Linked DNA regions of Sus scrofa: region 1 is linked to region 2. A link is a contact called in public Hi-C data. All regions are on one chromosome and are shown on one strand. Each heading gives the region's core, a stretch centred on a gene start, on an enhancer-like site or on the middle of the called end of the contact. The rest is flanking DNA. Distances are from core to core; before and after follow the strand shown. Region 1 holds the start of EFNA2 (ephrin-A2). Region 2 holds the start of C2H19orf25 (UPF0449 protein C19orf25 homolog).

Region 1 (2,700 bases), core at 174-2,673, 180 kb before region 2:
TGCACCTCCACCCCCTCCTTGCCCGGGGCCAGGCCATGGAGCTGGCCAGCCCTCCCCTCCAGGGCCACTCCTGGGGGAGCGGCCAGCGGGCGCAGGGAGGTTGAATGGGGGACGTGCGCCTTTGTTCCTGTCCCTGCTCCGGCTCTGACCTTGAGAGAGAGACAAGAACAGAAGGAAAACGGAGCTTCTGCTCAAATCCGCTCGGCGGCAGCGGTGGTGGCGGCTCTCGCCTTGGTGGCCCCTGCATGCAAATGAGCCGAACCACCCCGGGCCTTTGCTGGGGCATCCCCCGCCCAGTGTGCCCTTCTGGCTCCCCCAGCTCTGCAGGCCCAAGCTCTGCTGGGTGTGACATGAGACCCCTGCCGGGCTCTGAGGTCCCACAGCGTGGGAGGGGGCAGAGAGAGCTTCCAAAAGGCCTCCTTTGCAGGCAGGAACACTGGGTTGGGCCAGGCCTGGCATCCTGAGCTCACAGCCCCTCTTTCTGGGCCCAGCCGCGAGCCTCCATTGCAGAGAGCTGGCCTCCCAGAGTGGCTGCCCCATCACTCCCCCGAGAGCCAGACTAGCCAGCCTGGGCCAAACCCGACCTGAGTTGCTGGGAGCCCCAGGCCCTCAGTCCAGCAGTGTCCAGAGAGTCTTTTTAAGGCCTTGCCACGTGACCCTGGACCAGTTCTGGTCCTCTCCTGGCCTCCTGGGGCTGCCCCGTCCACCACTTGGGGGGGTAGGCTCCCACCCTCCCTTGGGACTTCAGATCTGGCCTCCTATAGTCAGAGGACCAGCAAGACCTGGAAGCTGGAACACCCCAGACCGATGGGCTGAGTTCCCTGGATGGCAGAGGACAGAGAACCTGGAGGAGGGGTAGCTGAAGCACAAGGAGGACAGACCTGGAAGGAAGAGAATGGAAGGACTCCCAGGCAGGACTCAGACCAAGCAGAGGGCTCAGTGTGGGGAGGATGACGCTCAGAGCACATGCCCACAACATGTAGGAGGTGTGGGGCTGGGATGGGTCATCTGCTGCCCTGCCTCACTGAGGTGAAGCTTACTTTGCCAGTCTCTGGCCTCTCTAGGTTCCTTCGAGGAGTTTACATAATCCATCACCCAGAAACCTTCCAGCTCTTGGCTCTCAGACCCTGTGCCAGCCCTGAGAGTGTGAAACAAACCCAGAGAGGTAAAATCTGGCTGGGCGCCACTGGCGCTTTCCAGTCAGCACTTGGTGACAGTGTACCTCCACAAACTCAGAATCTGGTGAGGCAGACAATGGCATGAGTAAGGAGAAAAATAGGCCGGGCCCCCAGTTTTTGCACACAGCCAGCACCCACAGAAGTGCCAGTTCCCTGAACAGGTCATACACTCTGGCCCCTGCCTGGTGCCCTTCCTGTCCTCTGCCCCCTCAGACTCCCCATGCTCCTGACTGCTGTTGGCCTCGACCCCACTGTAGGCTGCTGGGAATATTGGGCACCCACTATTTGTCTGGCTCCCTTAGGGAGTGAGGTCAGGATTCCTGTTTCACTTCCTAGTTGAGGAAACAGAGACTCAGAGAGGAGAAGTGACTGCCCTGGGAGACAGCAGTGGCTGTTGGCTTTGGACTTAAGGTCAGCCCCACCACAAAACTCTTCCCCAGGCTGGGTGAAGTGTCACAGCATCCCCTCGGCCTGGTTTAGGATTTTGGGGTCTGGGTTTGAATGAAGGAGGTGAGACGGGGCGAGCCATCTTTGTGCCTTCTACTCCTTGCTTGGGGCCTGGCGTTGCAGACCACTTGGTGGCTTGAATGGAGGTGAGTGAGGGACTCCGACACCCTGGGCTAGGCCCGCGTGATGACGGGGGCGCGCCCCCGCAGAGTTGGTGGCTGGGGTTGGCCCCTGCGGAGGTGGGCAGGCCGCGGTGGGGTACTCATCCGGACCATTAGACTGGGGCGGGGGTGGAGGGGCGAGGGCGCGGTTGCGGCTGGAGCCCCCCGCCCAGCCCCCGTGTGTCCGGGGCACGGCAGGAGGGGGCGCCCGCGGCCCTCCCGGCGCTCGGGCGGGACAAAGGCCGGAGCCCCAGCCCCTCCCCGGCGGGTGCGGCGGCGACGGCCCGCGCTCTCAGAGTCCGCGCGGCCGGGCCGGCGCCCGGGGCGACCCCGGCGCCCCGCCTGCCGCCGCCTGACTTCTCGGCGCCCGAGGTCGCGCGCGCCCAGGCGGGGGCGGCTGGGGATCTCCAAGCGCCGGCGCGCCCTCCTCCCGCCCGCCCTGTGCCCGCCCGCTCGGCGGCGGCGGAGGAGGCGGAGACGGCCGGCAGGCGGCGGCCAGGGGAGCGCGGCGGCCGGACCGGGGCCATGGCGCCCGCGCAGCGCCCGCTGCTGCCACTGCTGCTGCTGCTGCTGCTGCTGCCGCTGCCGCCGCCGCCGCCCTTAGCGCGCGCGGAGGACGCCGCCCGCACCAACTCGGACCGCTACGCTGTCTACTGGAACCGCAGTAACCCCAGGTGAGCGTGGCTACGGGCGGGGACCGGGCGCTGGGAGACCCCGGGAGCTCCACCTCAGCCTGGTCTCCCGCCCTGGGCACGGAGCGTCCCTGCGCGCTGCCCGCGGAGTGGGGGCTCCCGCTTCCCACGGGATCCCCCGGGAGTTCTGGCCCCCGGAGTTTGGGGGACTCCTGCTCCGCGTGCATCTCCCCCCAGGGCGCCCCACCGCCTGCAGATTTGGGAGACTGGGCGCCCGGCGTG
Region 2 (2,700 bases), core at 130-2,629:
TCCAGGTGATGGAAATATCCTCCAATGTAGCTATCCAATGCAGCAGCTGGCACAAGCGGGCTGCTGAGCACTTGAAATGTGGCCACGTGTAACAAAGAACTGAATTTTTTTCTTTTTTTTAATGGCTACACCAGTAGCATATGGAAGTTCCCAGGTCAGGGATCAGATCCAGGCTGCAGATGCTACTATGTCCTAGCTGTGGCAACGCAGAATCCTTTAACCCGCTGTGCTGGGCCAGGGATCAAACTTGAGTCTTGGCACTGCAGAGACACTGCCTATCCCACTGTGCCACAGCGAGAACTCCTATTCTCATCTTCTAGAGTCCCACAAGCCTTATACTGAATGTCAATACCCACTAGAATGGAGCAAGGCAGACACTTTAATCTTTTTGTTCGTTTTTCCACCTCAGTGCTTAGAACAGATTCCGGCCCATAATACGGTCTCAATGAAGGTTTGTTTCTTTGCTTTTTTTTTTTTTTTTAAGGGCCTCACTCGTGTCATATGGAAGTCCCCAGGTTAAGGGTCAAATCTGAGCTGCAGCTGCCCTCCTACCTCACAGCCACAGCAACACAGGATCCGAGCTGCGTCTGCGACCTACACTGCAACTCACAGCAACGCCGGATCCTTAATCCACTGAACGAGGCCAAGGATCAAACCGGCATCCTCATGGATCCTAGTTGGGTTCGTTAACCGCTGAACCACGAGGGGTCACTCCTCAATGAAAGTTTGTTGAATGAATAATGAACCTCATAGAGCAGAACACAAAATTCACCCTACAACTGTATGCCCAACCCTGAAGTCACGGATCTGCTTCCATCTTCTGAACAGGGGCGGACACACTTTTTCTGCAAAAGGCCAGATGCAAGTATTTTTGGCATTTCAGGGCTAGATAATTTCTGTCCTGAATACTGAACTCTGCCCTTCTGTCTTAAAAGCAGCCAGGTACTTTTCCCCACCCCTTCCTGCTGGCCTCTCGGGGTCGCCTCTCCCCTACCTTCAGGAGCCAGAGCGGTGAAGACGGGGTCCTCGGCAGGGGCCCCCCGCACGTCCTCCAAGATCTGCTCCACTGTAGGGGGCGCCGGGCGGGTGGGCAGCACCACGCGCTTCTTGGTCTTGGAGCTCATCCCGGTAGACCGGAGAAGGAAGTGTTGACGGGGTTGTTCCTCGCGCCCAACGAATTTCTACACACGCTCCAGTTCCCCGCTCCTGGCGAAGCCCTTCCTGCCCTGATCCTCCCAAGGGCTGAACAACACGGAGCCAGGGGCTTCAGCGTTCCCCTTCACTCAAGCCTCAGTTTCCCGCTGAGGCTGCTGCCGCCAGCGCCAACTCACCTGCACCGCCTCCGCGGCCGACCGACCATTTCCGCTTCCGGTCACGGTACAGTCCCACCCTACTCGCAAGAGACACACGCTTCCGGCCGGATCCTCCCCGGCTCGTGAAAGCCACGCCCCCTTAAAGAGGCCGCTCCCTCCAGGGTTCTGGTGCGATCGAAGAAACGATTGGACCAGAACCAGAAAGGATGAGACTTCAGCCTCTCCCCCGAGGGGTGGGCGCAGGGTCCTGTTCCCGGCTCTTCTCTCTGCCTAACAAAGCATCTGAAGCCCGGTTTTTTGCAAAAGGGAGACGCAGTCCTCAATCTACGTGGCTGTCGTAGCAACAAATTTACGGTGCAGTCTCTCACCACGTAGCGGGCCACCAGTTCCCAGCGAGGTGGCCAACCTCCGGGATCCCTCTCAAGGTTGCCTCTCCCTTGTCTAAAACCCCCTCCCTACCTGGGTGGGGCCGTAGCTCTGGAGGGTGATCTTGGCCCCCGCCTCTTGGCTAGGACTGAAGACCACCACAGAGCCCAAGGAGGGCGTTTTTAAACAGCTTTATATAATTTACATACTATAAAGTCCACCTGCTTAAAGTGTACAATTCAATGGTTTTGGAATATATATAGGAGAGAGACAGACAGAAAGACAGAGAAGTTGTGCAACCATCACCGCAGTCTAAAGCCAGAACATTCCCTCATCCTCATCACCCCATCCCTTAACAATCCACTATGTTTATGAATTTGTCTGTTCTTGGCGTATCACATTCATGGAATCACACAAGTGTGCCTTTCTCTGAGCATCGTGGTCTCAAGGTCCGTTCACATGGCAGCCAGTGTCGGTGCTTCTCTCTCTTTCATGACTGAGGGATGCTCCTGTGCATGAAGGGACCATATAATGTTTGCCCATCATCCAACAATGTTGTTTCCATATTTTGTCTGCTGTGAATCATGCTGCTGTGAACATTCTTACAAGTGTTGTGTGAATGTGTCTTTAGTTTTCTTGGGTACATACTTAGGAGCAGAACTGTTAGGTCATATGGTAACTCTATGTTTAACTGACTATGGACCTATTTCCCAAAGTGACTGCCCCAAGCTGGCATGTTTTGGGCATTTACTGTGTGCCAGGTGGGAAAATTACCTCTTGACCCTCAAGAGTATTTGGTGAGGCAGGTGCCAGACTTCATGCTGCTGCACAGGATGGCTACGGAGGCTCTGAGAAGGCAGCCAGGTGCCTCTGGACACGCAGCCTGGATTTGCAGAGCCAGACACCACTTCAGGCCTAACTCCAGAGCTGGGCAGAGCTGGGTGGGACTCTAGGCATGCAGGCAGGTCTAGGAGAGCAGATGGCTGTCTCCTCCCTTACCCACCTCCTGCTTCCAGTGGGT

Evidence for each region. A called contact is a pair of places that touch in the nucleus more often than the background predicts.
Region 1: a contact with region 2 is called in a Hi-C map of liver, with 4 times the contacts expected there. The contact joins the promoter of EFNA2 here to the promoter of C2H19orf25 in region 2. A contact is called at or near these places in 3 of 47 Hi-C or Micro-C datasets (liver and retroperitoneal adipose tissue) and 1 of 2 datasets of contacts at active chromatin or transcription factors (alveolar macrophages).

What each region holds. Positions count from the first base shown.
Region 1 is chr2:77,178,659-77,181,358 of Sscrofa11.1, reverse strand. EFNA2 (ephrin-A2) reads left to right here and starts at 1,423. Exons shown (of 4, transcript XM_005661390.3): 1 at 1,423-1,771. The coding sequence starts at 1,680.
Region 2 is chr2:76,997,661-77,000,360 of Sscrofa11.1, reverse strand. It overlaps C2H19orf25 (UPF0449 protein C19orf25 homolog), which reads right to left and starts at 1,379. Exons shown (of 2, transcript XM_003353978.4): 1 at 995-1,379. The coding sequence starts at 1,124.